2 separate regions of the Lactuca sativa genome follow, and region 1 is linked to region 2. A link is a contact called in public Hi-C data. All regions are on one chromosome and are shown on one strand. The core of a region is the stretch at or near the end of the contact, and the rest is flanking DNA. Distances in the headings are between cores, read along the strand shown. Region 1 holds the start of LOC111906767 (sulfoquinovosyl transferase SQD2). Region 2 holds the start of LOC111891630 (protein ENDOPLASMIC RETICULUM-ARRESTED PEN3).

Region 1 (4,368 bases), core at 1,650-4,149, 310 kb before region 2:
ATTGGAAATTAAGTGAGAGAATTAATGTTGATATTTGTTACAATTTGCAAAAGGTTATAATCATACGTGAGTCTAACTCGCATTTCATGGCAACGAAACTTAGGATGGAAGCTTTCTGAGTCAACGCCCTTATTCCACAGACGGATTTTATTAGCTGAAAAAGTAAAACAAACCCATTATAACACATTTGTTTAATAATTTAAATTCAAAATATTATATGAATTCAAATTCAAGAATCAAGATCTTTAGGGTTTATTTAGCCAAGGCTTACCGGCTGTTACTCTTGCTTGTCGAAGATCCTTTGCTATAGCAGCCGATGGCACTAACGTGAGATCCGCCGCCCTATGAAGAAACTCTGATAGGAGAAGGGTAAATCCGTCATTTCACAAGCCAAAACATTATAAAGACTCCAAAACATAAAGACCACATGACAAATCACAAAACAAACGGTCTCATACTGCATTTGGCATGCATTGGACTGGGACTAAGACAAATGTCTGCATTTGACATGCATTGGATTGAGACTGAGACAGATGTCAATCAGACAAAAAATGCAATTTTTAAGACTCGTTCTTGATCTCTCGTTTGTGCAAAAGACATAAATGCCCTCGTCATCGAAAATATGTAGCAAAAAGGAAGCACCATTACATACTTATAATCAACCACATTGGTTTGACAAGCCAGCTAAAAGTGTATCTTGGTATGTAACTGCATTATCAAAAGAGATTACTAAACATATGGAATGAAAGGTGTATTGAATCTTTGAGGAATGGATGTAGTTTTGCTTACACGGGTACATGTGTATGATAAGACATCACAATAGGAACACACAACATTTTGGCAATAATAAGTGCACCAAAAACCTATAATTCACAACAAAAATGTTATCAATGTAACAATTAACAAATGCTATAGGTTTCAAGAATTTGGAGATACAAGAGTGTGATATTACCATAATACCCGGGGAGGATGCATGGATGATATCCGGTTTAAATTGTTTAACCTCATTGATTATTCTTGGGCTCAATGCAAGAGAAAGTGGCACATTTTGATACCATGGGCAAGGGAAGCTAAATGAGAAAGAATCAAGATATAGTTAATGGGCGTTTCTATTTGTATTTGACTTAATACAGAAAGAATGTCTTAATATAGAAAGTCATAGAAATGAAGCTTTCTCAAATAGGTTTAAACATTATTTATTCGAATAGTACTTTATCCCAATAGCATGTAATGAAAATAAGAAAGAAACGGGGTCATTGAACATTGCAAAAGTTTTCATTTATCGATTCTTGAAGGGCATTTTAGACATCTTTTTAATGGTAAATAAAGTATTAAATGTGTTCTTAAGTGATAAAGTTCCTACCTTTAGCCTAAATTAACCATGAATTCTAACAAATAAAAAAATAAAATAAAATAAAAAATTGAAGGGAGTCAACCTTTTAGAGCCAACCAATTTGGCTCCATAGAACTCTTGAGGCACCCCTTCATGAGTAGTTACAACCATCACCTATACAAGTGAATTATATAAGTTTACTAATTGATTCAAAGCATATATATACTTTTGAAAGATGGTCGATATTTTTCTTTACTTATAGAATACATATTAATTACATCATGTTACTCAAATATTCAACTAAGGTTGCATTTGTCACACTGAAAAATTGTAATTTTCGTGTAACAAACTGGGCCTAACTGAATACCTAACAAAAAAGTTGCACAGGATTTTCGTGAAAAAGAAAGAAATTGACCTCAATCAAATAAAGTTTTAAAGTTACACTCAACTCCATAGAAAGCAAGGATTTTGATATTTTGATGATTTGTATTCTTAGCATTGAAATGTAACAAACAACATAATTTCATGATCTACATCTTACCTCATCCCCCATTTCACGGAGATATCTAATAAAGTTTTGGAATCGATTCTTGTACCCTGAAACATACCTGCAATCCAAAGAGATTAAATAGCTTGACAATATATCCATTAAGAGATGAAATACAGAATGAATTTGATATATAGGAAAAATCAAAACAATAAGAGAAATTGGCATCTACAAATATGATCGGGTTATCCACATTTACAGTTTCACCATTTTATCAAGTAACAATCAAAGCAGAGTACATTAATCAAAATTAATCAGTTCAAGAAACCAAAAACCCAAATTGGAAATATCAATATTTGTAAAATTTTAGAGAGACTCACGCAAACGGAGAGGGCTCAACAAAGAGAGCAATACGCCTAGGTTTAGAACTAATCTCCGATTCAACCTGAGAAGGAGGACCCTCTTCATCATCTTTTCTCAACTCTTCAATTGTACCTTTATTAGCTGAAGAAACTATAATCGGTGTTCTTGTTTGTCGTTTATAATGAAAAGACCGATTCTTGAAGGGGCTAAAGCAGATGGGTTTCGTTTCAAAGGTATTGAAACATGAAATTCTTGAAGTAGTAACAATGGAAGAACAAGATGAGGAAGAAGATGCAGAGGAGGATGGAAGAGAAAGAGAAGGGTGTAACGAGAGCGAATATGTTGGCATGATGGTGGCGAGTAGTAACTAGTGAGTAGACAAATTGGGGGTTTTATTTGGGCGAATTGGAAAGGAATCAAAGAGAATTTATCTGGAATGGATGAAGGGATATTCCTATCGGTAGTGATGGAGAGATTGGGCGAATAATAAGTTGGAAGGTTTAGAAACAGCATATGCTGTTGCAGCTGCTATTGCTAAGGGCTATGGCCCCATATGAAGATGGAGCTATGTATGAACTATCAATCAATCCCATACACGACGGGTTGCCATTGCGATCGATGATGACACATGTGTGTATGTGTGTGTTTTCTTATCGTGTGCAATCCGAACCAAGCCAAGCGGAACAAACGGAAAGGGGCGGAGAGATAGAAGAGTTGACGATATCGGGCTTCACTCATTTTGAAACAAAATATTCTTTTTACAAATTAAAAACAATTATTTCTTTATTTTGTGCATTTGGCTCTATTAGCAATAATAGGTAAAAAAATCAAAAAACCCACTTAACACATAGATGCCACATCAACTGTTCTCATTCTTCTTACATCCATTCATCCCAACCATCAACACATACGAATCCATCTCTCTCATCTGATACAATATGGTATAAAATATAAATATAGAAGCACAAGGTAGAAGTTGAGAGAAGAGAAAATGAAACACCTCTCTTTTGATTTAATTGATTTAAATCATTTCAAATGTTTTTAATTAGATTCAAAACATAATTTGTAGAATTATGATCCTTGTAGTTGCGTTTTATTTACTTTTTCATAATTTATTTAGCATATTTTCATTCATTTTTAGTTAAACCATCATACATAATTTATTGTATATCCTTTTATAGCCATATCGGGTGCTTTCAAGTATCTATGTTTAAATTGTAGATTTTTAGAAGACTCAAATAGAGTGGATGTCAATTGAGAGAGATGTGACATTCTTACGGGCTTAGAACAATTTATTTCAGCTTGGAGAAGTTGATGGAGATAATGGTGGGTATCTACAATTGGAGAAGTTGATGGAGATAATGGTGGGTATCTACAAGACTTGATGATTAATTGGGCTAAGGGATGTGATGATGGACTCTTTATGATGTTTAGGTTTACTTTTGAAGTGTTTTGGACTATATTTTTGGGATAAATTTCTGATCTTAATGATATATGGATGTGAGGACAAGGAATCAAGAAAGATCAAGATGAAATGGACCTCCGCATGCAAGTTAATGGATGGAAAAAATAAAACTTCACACGGTTACATGAGTTTTATGCCTTTATCCCACACGATCTATGTGGCTTAAAAAATGTATTTTTATCTTTTTTTTCTAGGAACAATAAGGGGTATGGTTGGTGTTATTTCTAAAGGATCTCAAACAAACCAGTAGGGGGATTGTTGATGACGGTTTTCTTAGACTTCTTAGAGCTTTGGGAGTCTCTTTATATATATATATATATATATATATATATATATATATATATATATATATATATATATATATATATATATATATATATATATATATATATATATATATATATATATATATATATATATTAAGTATTTATGTTTTGTACACTAATTCCTTTTTTTCTTTCTAAATCATGAGTGGCTAAGTTCTCCTTTAATAAAAATTGGATGTAATCCATAAACATTAGCTTGAATTTGAATATTTTATGAAATAGTGTTCTAGATCCATGAATGTAATTTCTTCTTAAAGTTCTATGTCTCTCTTATGTTTTTATTCAAGCATTCAAATATTTATATGATAATTAATTAGTTAGTTGTTTTTTATAAGCAACAGATCTTCAAAACAATTTGTAGGAAATGGTTTTTGCAGATGTTTTCATTTCATGT
Region 2 (4,023 bases), core at 622-3,121:
ACTTATTATTAATGTAAAGGATATAATATCAGTAATCTACGATAAACAGAACGTATACCAAATAATCAGAAGGCTTGGAATAAGTCATTATGCATAAACAGATACTATAAACGCTAGTTGAAACTTGAAAGCCTACCTCAAAACTGAATCTTGGCACCATGTTTGCTCTGAGTCCAAATATGGGTGGCAATAAGAAAGATGATTTCCAACCATTAACATTGCATGGTGTTCTTCATGTCTCAGGTTATTGTTTTCCTTTTCGTGTGTCATGAAACCAAAACTGCACCAGAGAAAACAGAGCTTTGCCATACCTCAAGCCCTTCGGCTTCTTCCCTGCTAACAAAAAGCCTTTCACCACCTCCTTCAATTTTCTTGATTATTCCTCTCTCTGAATCTTCCAATTTATCCATGTAATTTCTTCTGAATGATTCTTCAGCAATCTCCATGTTGTTTTCACCGTTTTGTGCTACTCTAGACCATACTTCTAGTCCACCATCTCTCCCAACAAAGACTTGCTTCCTGTAACAATGGACTATACTGTTGTTTATCCCTCCACTGGTGTTTCTCAAACTTGGATTGGTATCTCTCAAGTATACCCATGGATCATCGCTCAATTTCCGCAAATCAGCCATGGCCAAGTCGCCTGATTTGGAGCAAATTTTACACATAGTACCCTCGCTAACATCGATGCTTACGTCAGCGAAGGAATCCCCAAACCTGCTGCTTCGTCCAGAACCTGGCTCGTTCGTCTCCCAAACCACGCGTGCGGATCGGGGATCCCACAGACGGATGTAACCGGAGAAACCGAAAGCTCCGGATGTTACGGCGTTGGCAGCGAGAATTCCGAGATCATTCACGTATGTTAGGTTTCCAGGAACGATTGATTTCGATGAATTTCCGGATTGACGACCGATTTCTGATGTCACCTGGAGAGTTGATTTGTCGATCGCGAGTACGGAGTTTTCCTTGTGGTGTGAATCGAAGGCGGCGAAAACCGAGTCAGGCGAGTCAGCGATGGCGGTTACTCTAGCTTTGTAGATTCTCGGATCGGTAGGATCGGTCCACTCCACGGAGCCGACTCGACGACCGTTGGCGAAGTTGTAAAAATGAATACCAGAAGCAACATCGCACGCTATGGCCGCCATTGCGGAAGGCGTAACTTGCCTAATTGAAGTAATCGAGTCAAGGTGAGTCCGTACAGTACCGGCGTGCGTTAAGTTCCAATCATAGACAGAGATCTGGCCGCCGTGCGCTATCCATACCGATCCATCATCGATGGTTGTAAAGGCGGAAACCACGCCGTCGGAGGCAGGTCGTATTGTGGCGATGACAGAGGCATCGATACCAGAAAGTGGATTAGGAAGCATAGCGGACTTGAGCTGTGATTCGATACCGTAATATGACGCTTCATCGGAGAGCTCTTGGTCAGTGAACCGGCGGGAGGTTGACGGAAGGCGATTGGTGCGGAGGAGGGATAGAAGGACAGAGAATATCTCAGGATCTCGGTCAATAAACACTGGATTTGAAGACTGTACCTGGCGGTTGGAGAGGGCAGCTAGGAGCGAATCTGGGCCGCCGGAACGGAGGGTGGAGATGGTGGTCTCGAAGAGCTTCCCGCCGACGTTTAGCTTGATGCGGTCAGTGAGGGTAATATTGGAAAGTCCGTCCTCCATTTAAATTCAGTGGCGGCTACTGATTCCCGATTCTGGGAGTTGGGTTATGGAGCATAGGCTATTTTAGGCCGACTCTCATGTACGTTTTTACGAAATTAGCCTCAATATTTTTGCTATCTTGGTACAACTTCTCCCTCTAGATTGCCATTGTCGATAACTTCCACCCTTAACATTTTATATAAATAAGTATGTTATACAATATAGATGGATGAACCTTGTGGGTTGTATGTATAAGACTCTTTGAAAGGTGGTTGCTAATGAGTTTAAGATGGTTCTTGATAAAACTATAAGCGTTGAACATACAACTAATACGGAAGGTAGAAACATTTTAGACGAGTCTCTTTTGTTTAATGAAGTTTACTCATGGACTAACACTAAGAGATTGAAGAAAAAAACATTGATTTTCAAGGTTAATTTTGACAAATCCTTTGATTCTTTGAGCAGATTTTTAGACTTGCTTATGGAACCGAGAGAACTTGGATGTAAATGTAGAAGATGGATAAGGGGCTGTCTTTTCTTAAGTAGAGACTCATTGTTAATTAATGGTGCTCCCACGAAAGAATTCAACATTAAAAGAGGGGTTACACAATGTGATTTGTTGGCTCCCTTTTTTTTTGTTATTGTTATGGAGGGGCTTCATATTTCTATGGAGAAGACATGTGAGCTCCATTATTTTAGAGGTATATCCCTTCCGAATTGTAATATATCTTTGTCCCACCTTATGTATGTCAAACACGTCACTTTTATTGTTGAGTGGTAGTAAATCAACTTTGCTAATTTGAGTAGGTTGCTTCGGTGTTTTTATCTTGCCTCTGGTTTGAAGGTGAATTTACAAAAAAATAAAGTTTTTGATGTGGGGGTTAGCAACTTGGAAATTGATAGACTTGATAGTATTTTGAAATGTGAATCTGCCACCTTTCCGTTTACTTATCTTGGGCTCCCGATGGGAGCCAACATGAAATTAGCCAAGCATTGGAATCAAATTATTGAAAAATTTCAGATGGAATTGTCTAAATGGAAAGCTAAATGCTTATCTTTTGGAGGTCGTCTTACTCTTGTTAAATAGGTTCTTAACAACCTTCCTCTTTACTATTTCTCTTTAGTTTAGGCTCCTAAGAAAGTAATTGACTTTCTTGAAAATATTAGAGGAAGATTATTATGGGGAGGCGATGAAGACAAAAGGAGAATTCATTGGGTTGCTTAGGAGGTAGTTATCAAACCTAAAGAGAAAGGGGGTCTTTGAGTGGGAGTCTCCATGCGGCGAATTTAGCCTTTCTTTCAAAATGATAGTGGGGTCTTAAATTTGATTATGATTCTTTTTGGTTCTCTTGCATCAAGTCTATTCACGAGCTTAAATTAGTGGATGTGAAACCATTAGCTAAAAGATCTTTTAAAGGTGGTTGGTTCCATATCTCTCAAATCGAATCAAAGTTTGAAGATAGAGGTATTAATTGGGCTAACGTTTTTATTAGAAAGGTTGGTATAGGTGATAAAACTCAATTTTGGAAGGATGTATGGTGTTGTATGCTTTGTTGAAAGATAGATGTCCTGACATCTATGTGATTGATTCTAATAAAGATTGTTTGATCATTAAGCAGGTTATTCTTGGGAGTAAAATGGATACTCAATGGAATTGGGAGTGGTCAAGACCTCTTTGTAGGGGTCGTGAAACTAATCAATTTTATGCATATTAGTTTGCTTACGTAATTTTCAGGAGGCTCAGATAAATGGCTATGGAAAAATGAAGAGAATGGTGAGTTTGATGTGAAACAAGTGAGACGTCTCTTGGATATAGAAGTGGAGAGTAGCGGCAACTCTTTTAAGTGGGTTAACTGTATTCCGATCAAAATCAATTGCTTTGTTTGGAGATTGAGTAAAGATAGAATTCCCACTTTCACCAATCTTTCTAAGAGAGGAATGGTTGTTTCTTCTACATCATGCCTATTTTGCAAGTTATTGGATGAGATCGTTGATTCTGTTTTCTTTGCATGTTTCTATGCTTCAAAGTTGTGGAGTTGGTTAATTTGCTTGTCCTCCTCGTTGCAAGGTCTTCCTTCATCCTGTTTAAATCTGGTGGAGTTGTTGAAGGCGAACACATGTAACAAAAATGTTTAAATTTGCATTTAGCTCTCGTTTATACTACCATCTGGACAATTTGGAAGGCTCAGAATGCTTTAGTGTATTGGAATGAGAGGAAAGTTGTTATTCTTCTTGCGGATGACATTAGCATTACTATTTTTAATTGGGTTAAGAATAGATCCAAATTTTGTCTTTTTGTTTGGTCGGTTTGGTGTATGTCTCATATTTCAAACTAATTTTTGTAATTTGGCTTGAGCTATTCTCTTAAGTC

What was found. Hi-C and Micro-C count contacts between places; a contact is called where the count stands out from the background.
Region 1: a Hi-C map of leaf shows a contact between it and region 2, with 5 times the contacts expected there. The contact joins the promoter of LOC111906767 here to the promoter of LOC111891630 in region 2. A contact is called at or near these places in 2 of 4 Hi-C or Micro-C datasets (both in leaf).

The regions. Positions count from the first base shown.
Region 1 is chr9:40,462,977-40,467,344 of Lsat_Salinas_v11, reverse strand. It overlaps LOC111906767 (sulfoquinovosyl transferase SQD2), which reads right to left and starts at 2,899. Exons shown (of 11, transcript XM_023902539.3): 1 at 2,201-2,899; 2 at 1,875-1,941; 3 at 1,437-1,507; 4 at 953-1,070; 5 at 790-863; 6 at 653-708; 7 at 272-355; 8 at 67-154. The coding sequence starts at 2,532.
Region 2 is chr9:40,151,419-40,155,441 of Lsat_Salinas_v11, reverse strand. It overlaps LOC111891630 (protein ENDOPLASMIC RETICULUM-ARRESTED PEN3), which reads right to left and starts at 1,871. Exons shown (of 1, transcript XM_023887693.3): 1 at 1-1,871. The coding sequence starts at 1,673. The coding sequence ends at 267.